Linked DNA regions of Mus musculus: region 2 is linked to region 1. A link is a contact called in public Hi-C data. All regions are on one chromosome and are shown on one strand. Each heading gives the region's core, a stretch centred on a gene start, on an enhancer-like site or on the middle of the called end of the contact. The rest is flanking DNA. Distances are from core to core; before and after follow the strand shown.

What was found. Hi-C and Micro-C count contacts between places; a contact is called where the count stands out from the background.
Region 2: a contact with region 1 is called in a Hi-C map of B cells, with 11 read pairs. The contact joins the enhancer-like site here to the promoter of Mrtfa in region 1. A contact is called at or near these places in 2 of 39 promoter capture datasets (pre-B cells and stem cell-derived epiblast-like cells), 1 of 484 Hi-C or Micro-C datasets (B cells) and 1 of 9 other capture datasets (embryonic stem cells).

Annotation. Positions count from the first base shown.
Region 1 is chr15:81,188,404-81,192,710 of GRCm38.p6, forward strand. It overlaps Mrtfa (myocardin related transcription factor A), which reads right to left and starts at 2,333. Exons shown (of 14, transcript NM_001082536.2): 1 at 2,104-2,333. It overlaps 4930483J18Rik (RIKEN cDNA 4930483J18 gene), which reads left to right and starts at 2,450. Exons shown (of 2, transcript NR_015603.1): 1 at 2,450-2,602; 2 at 3,414-4,307.
Region 2 is chr15:80,316,124-80,320,989 of GRCm38.p6, forward strand. Cacna1i (calcium channel, voltage-dependent, alpha 1I subunit) reads left to right here. Exons shown (of 37, transcript NM_001044308.2): 3 at 4,236-4,347. Among named protein-coding and RNA genes, the nearest start is that of Gm31319, 29 kb to the left of the region's middle. Within about 2 kb of position 3,363, at least 53 of the 459 cell types and tissues checked have an H3K27ac peak or open chromatin away from gene starts, as enhancers often do. A contact at or near this core is called in B cells, where this site is marked.

The sequences.
Region 1 (4,307 bases), core at 1,083-3,582:
TTGTTCAGTGGAATTAAGACACACCTCAAACGCCATCTCTCTTTAAGCTTTCCCACCAATTCAATTATCTTTTTTAAAGCTGTCTTGACATTCTCCTACAATTCTGGGTTTGCACTCAGACTTTATTTCACCTTACTCTAACCACCTGTCACTCACTCTTTCTGCCCCTCGAGACCAAGGACTGTATCTGACTCACCTTGATCTCAGCTCAGAAAAACACCTGGCACATTACATGCCTGGAACAAAAGGTCTGCTGAATGAATAAATGAAGTCATTACTTTAGAAGTGTCCATAATTACTACTGGGTGACCCAAACTTTATGGTTTTGCCCTTTATGGGCTAAGATCCTGTTTTATACTTTTCTGAATCCCGCCCTCGCAGCATTTGGCAGAGTATTAAGGACATGGAAAGTCTGCAGTAAATACTTTTGGATGATAGGAGACACCTCTCTCTCTCATGATTTAAAAACTTCCCCTAGTGAACGTGACTCTGGAAGGCCTTGTTAAAAAGGACACTTCTCAAAAATTCGGGCAAAGAACTGAACGAAATTCAAGCCCTGGACTACAGACATTTTTCTTTGGATCTCTCTCTGAAGAAAGCAGTAGCAGTCTGTGTCTTTCCAAGGCTCAGGCCTTTAATCCCAGCACTCAGAAACCAGAGGCACGCAGAACTCTGGATTCAAGGCCAGCCTGATCTACTTAGTAAGTTCCAGGCCAGCCACAGCTACACAGTGAGACTTTAAAAACAAAACAAAACAAAAAACAGCCAGCTATCAGGAAGCCCTCTGATTTGCTATGAAAGAAACAAACACCAGTAGATGAAACTCAGTTTAACTTTCAGCCAAGGGTTCCCCTCCCTACAGGGATGGGGCTGTGGGCCAGTTGGCTGTACCATTTTACCCCTGGAAGGCAGTTCATTTTCAACAATAAAACTTCATAAGTGGACTTTTTTTGGTGGAAGGGGCTTCTACAGTAAAGCCCTTAAGTTTGACTTCTTGAACATAAAGATCAGGCTACAGGCTTTGGCTTCAGATCTCGAAAACTTACAATTTGGGGACATTCCGGACACTTTATGGATTTTAAAACTATGTGAACCCATGAAGCATAGGTGTAATTTCATCATATTTAAGTAATGAAGTTCACATTCTTAGTCTTCACACACTTTATGCCAAAGTATTCGGGCAAGCAGTAAACTGACCACCAGTCTGTCCTTTGGTTCTGTCATCTAACAAAGAGAAATCCTGACAAAGACAAGCTATACTGTACTCACACACCTATCCAGCAGTTCTCAACATCAGGATACTCGTCTTTTCTTGGATCCCTTCCTTGTATGTGTTGAACACCATTCCAAGCGTTTTATTACGAATTCTTTCATTTACTGTCTGCATTCCAATGTAATAGGTATTGTTAGTTCCATTTTCCAGATAAGCAATCTAAACGTAGGTTTGATAATCTAACAGGGAAAGCTCCAGCACTAACCACTCTATAGTATTAGTGTTTTCTTATGGAGCGAGGAGGGCGGAAGTCATCAAAGGTACATAGACAAACAGTCACACACACATACACACACACACACACACACACACACACACACACACACACACACGCGAGACGGACACTTCTTTGGCGGTCAAGTTTCAAATCTGCGGAGCCCTGCAGACCTGGAGGCACCCATGCTGCTATATGGTCGTCAGGTCCAGGTGAACCTCCTTGCCACGAGAAGCCTGCGGATTGCACCTGGATCCTCCAGGTTTGCACAAGGGCCGGGAGAAAGCGCTCGACCGGTCGGTCCCAAGCAGATTACACACACTCGGGGAGCAGCCAGGGCGGGAACCTAGCTGCTCCCTAGCCAGCACAGCCCTGCAAGGCGGTGCACAGGTGCACGGTCGCACTCGACTGTCCTGTCGAGTGACCAGGGCTTTGAGACCCCAGCCCCTTGGGAAAGGGCGGGACTGGAGTGGAGGACTGCGGGAGGCAATCCCGGGCTCGGAGCCTACAGCGGCCGGCCGGTCCAGGGCACACGCGGAAGGGTCGAGGGGAGAAAGGATGCTCGAGCGGGGCGGGGCCGGTGGGGGAGGGGGACCCTGCCCGAACTCTCACTCACCGCCTCGTTCGCCTCCTGGCCCGGGCTCCGCGGCTCGCCCCACTCCGGTGCCAGCCGCTCACGTATCCTCCCGAGCCTCTAGTACCAGTCAGACTGCACCAAGTTAGGGAGAGGTCCGCGCAAGCCGAGGGAGCGTGGCGAGCGGGAACGAGGGGGTGGGGAGGGTGGGACGGTCGTTCTTGCCGCCGGGGACACCGCAGACACGACCGCCGCCGGCTCCACTCAGCCACGGAAGCTGCGGGCCCTCCCACCACTCCGGGTCCCGCCTCCGCACCCTCCCCCCTACCCGCCTGGGAGCGACAGCCGTATCGACCAATCAGAAACCTAGCGCCGTTAGGGCTAGCCCGATTTAGGGGGCGTTCGCCGAAGGAAGAGGAACGAGGGAGGCTAGTACGGCGGCGCGACTTCTGTGACTGACATCATAGCGCAGCCAATCGGTAACTGAGAGATGACTTCATCGCTGAAGGAAGTCTGGAACTGGCGGAGCGGCCGCCAAGAGGTGGGAGGAGGTCGGCGATGAGCCGGGGGGCGGAGTCTGGGTCTTAAAGAAACCGTAACACATCTGATCACCCTGTCAAAGGGTGACCGCGGAGCTAGCTACCTAGGGTTCGGTGCCCAGCCTGGAGGTTTAATGCAAAAATCCTGCAGTCTTCATCTTGGTCCTTCCTCCTGTCTTTGCTCCGCCGGGACTCCCAAGTCGATTATTTCACATTCGCATTTCCCGAAAGGACACAATAAATGCCGCTCTGGCCTGGAGCCCTGAACTCTGTCATGTCCCTGCCCTTCCGTGGCCAAGCGCTTTTTTTCTCTGAGTCGGTTCTCCTCCGGTAAAAGGACTGACACCTACCTGCCTAGACTGTTGAGATTATTTATCAACAGCGGAAGCGCTTGCAGCTGGAGGGAAAGAGTTGAATGAACCCAGATTTTATCCGGGGCCTCACTGCACTAAATGAATCTGGGCGGCTCTTCCAACTTTAAAATTCTAAACTGCTGGTGTGTAGCCTAAAAGTGTGTGTATGTCTGTGTGTGTGTGGGTGTGTGGGTGTATGTGTGGGAGAGAGAGAGAGAGCATAACTGCATAAATCCAACATTTAAAGAGACTTATCTACTAAAGCGGTGAGACTAGTTAAAGCCCACCCGGTCAAGTTGCTAAGAGCCACTATGGAGGCCCCTTTTCTGGAACACCACCCCTTCCCCCCAACAAAGGGGGAGAGCGCTGAAAAGGAGAAATAATTCGGACTTGGTGCCTTAGTGTTTCCGAAACACTTTCCCTTGGGAGATATAAACAACCGTCTATCTCCTCCTTTTAGGCCACCATCCACTGGATAAACTGAAGTATGATTGCCCCAGAGTCCAACGTGGAAAACCAGTGAGTTTATTGGGCTTGCTAAGAAATCATGGCTGGCCCCCAAAGCAGCGAGACCACCAAAAAGTTGCACCCCAGCATGGATGATGATGTCCCCATAGCTGCGTAGATGACATACACAGTTCAGTTAAACTTCCATAATCTACACAACTCTAGCCAAGTCACAAGACCTCAAGCAGCTAGGGCAAAATTGAGGACTTGAGAGATTCCTCTCCCCAATGAGCGGGGGGATGTTGGAGGAGGTAACTGGGATCCAGCAAGGATTCAGAGAAGCCCCCCCTAAGTCCTTCCGTCAATGCAGGAACATCTACAGTCAACAAGCCCAGTCTTGAGGGGCTCTTGCAAGATAGCTGTGCTTTTGCAAGGACAGAGCTGCTGGACACAAGGAAAAAGAAAGAAGGTTCTGGAGAACAGAGTCCCCAGTGTGAGAGCAAGGGTTAACACTGTAGAAGCAGAAACCCTCAGGGGCATCCTGACAGACATGGGAAGCCACAGTGACTGGAAGGAGGTAACGCATGTTACATCTCTGAGTGAGTTACTCTGTATGGCTTCCGTTCTCCCCCGGAAATCTCCCAGACTTCTCAGTGGTGTGTGGCTCTGTTGGGATAGGAGAAGGAGCTGCAACTCTCTCTATCCACTGCAGTAAGCCAGCCCGGCCCTGAGTAATTCCCAGTTATTCATCTGTAAGTCAGCTTCAAGTTCCGTACCATGTGTCTCATCACAGAACCTTGGAGGTAGCCCAGATCCTGTGGCCTCTTAGTCACACCTTCCCTCCCAAGATTAAAAAAAAAAAAAAAGAAAGAAAGAAAAAAAAAAACCACAAAAGCCCTAATAAAAT
Region 2 (4,866 bases), core at 2,113-4,612, 870 kb before region 1:
GGCTGATGATGGTTTGAGGGTGTCGGAAGGTCCCTGCCACTCACTAGGGTGCTTGCTTGAGTGTCTTCTCTCGAGCCTGCTGAAAAGCCAGCTTTGCTACTAAGGCAAGTGCATTGATCAGATTTGATTGGACACTGATTTGCCCTGCGGGTTCCTCAGGGTGGTCACCATTCTGGGGCTGTTCAGGGAGACAGGTAGTGCCTGGAGAGGCTGGAAGCTGTTCTGACTCAGGGAACCCCAATTGGTCAGGGTGTTATGAGTATTGTCTCTATTCCAGCCTCTCCCTGTCCTTGGCTAAGTCTCTGTTCCCGTTACCCATCATGCAGTGGGGCCGTGGATCCCATGCTGTGGCAGGATTGGAGGGGCTGCTCTGCTTTCACTCCTACAGGACTGAGAGTCTTTCAGTGTGGCAAGTGGTTGGGTCTCGGTTGCACATCCCTTTTCATGTATGTGAGTACACTGCCACTGTCTTCAGACACACCAGAAGAGGGCATTGGATCCCCATTACAGATGGTTGTGCGCCACCATGTGGTTGCTGGGAATTGAACTCAGGACCTCTGGAAGAGCAGTCAGTGTTCTTAACCACCGAGCCATCTCTCCAGCCCCCACTTACACATCCTTAAATGCCTCTGGTCCAGGGCTTTGTTTCTGGCTGAGGGGCAATGGGGAGATATTGATCACTCTATTTTCTTGTGGAGACAACATTCAGACCCCACCGGTTTTATTACCAGACTTCCTCATCTACCTTCTTGGGGTCTCCATCTTCCCTTCCATTTTTCCAGAATTCAGCCCAGCCTGTTTGAACTCTAAGCTCCTTGGTGCATATGAGGTGGGAAATCGGGTATTGGACACGGCCACCAAGCTGCCCAAGGCTCTGACTGCTCTGTCAGCTCCTACCCTCGCTGCATGCATGGCCTGGTTTATCTCCCAGGATGCCTGAGGCCTTTCATCCCTGAGCCAGCGGGAATGTGTCAGGAGCCATGGGCAGCAGTGCCATGCTGGCCTGACTTCTGAGTCTTGGAGCTCTTGGATGGGACCCAGGTCCTGCCATCTGGGATTTCCCCTTGTGCCTGAGGCCAGCAAGAGCTGAGGGGCCCAGGGGCTGGACCTGCTCTGCCTTCAGGGCCTCTGTGCCATGTTCAGGGTGGCTGAGCTACAGAGAAAGCAGTTGGCACTTTGGAGTTGCTCAGTCTGAGAGGTAGTGTGACTTTGTAGAAGTCATAGTGGCTCTCCAGACCCACTTCTTTGTCTCTCTCTCTTTGATGGATGGTGGCGACAGTTAAGGTCATGTCCCTAGGGTGCCTGGCATGAAGCAGTTATAGTGGCAGCCAAGTTCATCATTGTGGTATGTGCTAGACCGGGTGGGTGGAAGGCTGGGCATCAGCCTGAGAGGGGAGGAAGGTGGAAGCTTTTGACTGGGTGGCATGCAAGTGAGATTGTGAGGGGTAGGCAGGGTTTGCCTCAGAGGGAAGGTAAAGCCATGAAGTGGGTATGCTTACACATAGCGAGAAGCTTAGTGTGTGCCAGGGCAAGCAGGAGATTCAGGCAGTGAACTCACTGAGATCACTGTCGCCTTGGGTGACAGGCTGAGGGGGATGGGGAACCATGGATTGAAGGCTCATAGTGTAGCTGAGGATGTCTTCGTATGTCTCTCACTCTTAGTTTTTTTTTTTTTTTTTTGACACAGGATTTCTTTGTGTAGTCCTGGCTGCCCCTGTAGACCAGGCTGGCCTTGAACTCAGATCCTTCTGCCTCTGCTGGGATTCAAGGGTTAAAACCACTGCCCTGGGACTTTCAACTCTTGATCCTCCTGCCTCTGCCTCCCAAGTGCTGCTGGGCAGGACTGTAAGAATTGGCTGCCCTGCCACCACGCTTGGCTTTATGTGGTACTCGGTTCTGGGATTGTGGCCAACTGAGCCGCACCCCTGACTCCACCCCACTTCTGCTTGTTTTGGTTTGAGTTGTGCTGACAAGGTATTACTGGGTAGCTCTGGTCGGCCTCAAACTTCCTGCCTCAGCCTCCCCAGTGCTGGGATTGCAGGTGTGTACTGTCACAGGTGTGTAAATATGTTTCCCCTTTGGATCGAATTTAGTTTTATCAAGGAGTCTGAGGACTCAGTGCTGACATCACACAGGGCCCACTGGAGAGTCAGGAGCCAGAGCTGCAGCCCCAGGGAGGCAGGGGCAGTATTGCAGACACAGGACCAAGGGCCGGGAGGGGACACTGGCCGAGGAACCCAGCAGGTCTGATGTAGACAAAACCCAGCCACGTGATCTAAAGAGGGGTCTTGACTTTCCCCACCTGTGAATGGGCCCATCAGGTGCACTTGGGCCTGGGTCTCCAGGAAGGACAGAGGCAGCAGAAACTGGGCTATGAGAGGGAGGTAATGAATGGGGGAAGGGGGGGAGGGAATCAAGGGGAACGGGGATGCTCGCTGGTAATTAGAACGTTTGAACTTCAAAAAAGTTAATTAATGACACAGCTACTGCTGGAGCAAGGCTAGGGCTCAAAGGGGGCCTGGCAGCGACTGAAATTAATTACAGGCTATGGCGGGAGAGTGGCAGCCAGGCCAGGGACAGGAAGGAGCAGGGCAGGGACAGAGGCCATGGAAGTCAGCTTTCAAGGTGAGCAGGGTCTGGAGAGCAGAGGGGGCTGTTGCCATGGAAACTAGGTCAGTTCTCTTAGCAGGCAGGAGGGGCCCAGTCCACTGTGGTTGGCATCTGGCTGTGGTGGGCTGGTGTGGCTTCACCGAGCTGGGGTTGAACTGGTGTGGCTGGGGGGTGGGGTGGGGGGAGCTTGAGATAAACTCATGTATTCACTCGGCAAGTCTTGGTTGAGCATCTCCATGCTGTTCTGGTTGGAGTTGAGTGCTTGTAGATCCCAGGGACCCAGACTCTGCTCAAAAGTGGGCAGAGAGGATGAGCGTTAGATGGGAGAGAGTCAGGCTGGAGGGCTGCTGGGGGAGGAGCTTGTGGGGCTGAATGGCCTGAGACCAGACAGGAAAAGCAGGCCACCACGGGCTGGGAGGGAGGCAGTCGGGGGAAGGAGAAGAGGGTAGGTCGTGCTGGCCAGCTTTGTGGAGGGCTTCTGATTTTAAGCCAGGAGAAGCTGGGAGCCACAGCAGGCACTCTGAGAAGAGGGGTCGGGACAGCCTCTGTGGACCTGTGAGGTGCCCCTTAGCTCCAGTGAGGAGCTGCTGTGAACTTGCTTGAGACCCCAGAGCCACTCACCGCAGGGAATTGAGTTCACAGGCAGGCCCTGGTCTCTGGCACTGCTGGCTGCTCTGACAGCACATAGCAGCTCTGTACCCAGATGCTAAATGCTGGAGTCAGGGACAGGAATGTGGGTACAGCTGGTGGCAGGGGTTGTCAGTCTGCTTCCTGGTAGATGAGAAACTACTAGAAGAGAGTGAGTCATCAGACAGGCTCCTTCATCTGGCAGTTCACCCCTGAGTCTGACCTCAGTCATTTATGCTGTTGTGTGGTTTCACTTTTTTTTTTTTCTTCACCATGATGCACTTTTTGGGGGGGGGGCACAGATCTCCTTAGCCCCGAGGACTTGTGTATAAGAGGAGAGGCCATTTGGGGGATATGAGCAGGCAGTTCTCTTCTCTCTGGGCTGTAGGATCCCCTTATCCTGCTGGTGGCCTGTGGCTGACCTGAAGGGCTGATCTCTAGATGCCCTGGCTCCAGGCTGCAGGATTCTGCTGGGGCAGAACCCGGGAAGCCAGGTCTCTGGGTTGGGCTGATTTGGGAGCAGCGGTCAGAGGGTGACTGTGAGCTTCAGCCCCACAGAGATAGGCAGATCAGGAGAACATGTCCAGGGATGCCTCAGAAGTGCAGACCCATTCCTTGGATGGGAAGCATGAAGCCACCGCAGAGGGATGGGAGAGGGAGAAGAGAAGGCCGGCATCAGAGCTGTTGAGTCTGGGGACCCTTTCTGGGGGCCACTCCTTCCTGGGTGGGACCTGGAGGCATCCTGCAGTGGATGCTTCAGTGGTTTGATTTGGTTTCGGTTCCCTGCAGGGTGTGGCATGGGTTGCACCTGTGTGGCGGGCCAGCTGCACTGTCTCTGAAAGCTTGGACCTGGGTCACTGAGAGGTCCACAGGGGTGGGGGTGGAGTTGGGGGTGGGGGGCAGAAACGGTCTGCATGTCTGTTCCTGGGGTGTCACATTCAGGAGTGTGGCGCCCCAGGCCGCGCTTCCACCACCAGTTCTTCCTTGACTTGGTGTACGTGGTTCGAGTGTGTGAGCATGCTGGTCATCCTGCTGAACTGTGTGACCCTGGGCATGTACCAGCCATGTGACGATATGGAGTGCCTCTCAGACCGCTGCAAGATCCTGCAGGTGAGCCTCTCAGTCGTCCCCTCCCTCCCAGCCGGGTGTCCTCTTCCAAGCTCAGGGCTCTACTGTAGCTCAGCCCCTCAGCTCTTCTGAAGAATTGCCCCTCCTGTCATCTTTGTTTTCCCAGCTGAGGCTCCTCACCCCATCCCATTCACACAGCGAAGGCAGTGGCTACATTTCTCTGCCCGCAGCCAGCCTCTGCTCCCTGATACCTCCTCCCTTGTGGACTCGTGGGCCCTGATGTGGCATCTGCGTGGTTGTAGGCACGGTGTGAGGTACCACAGAGTAGGGCTCTGGGGACGTATCCATTTTACAGAAGTAGAATATTTGATGCCTGTCCCTGGGAGCCGGACCTGAGTTTCATTTTAATCCTGGCACAGAGTTGCTGTGTGACCCAGGGCAAGTGACTTGGCTTCTCTGGTCTTGTTTTCTTAGCTGTAAAGTGGGCTACCCCATGTGTGCCATTATGAGAGAGATCATGAGGGAGCCTGGTGCTCAGCCCCAGGGTCCTCATCGTTGCCA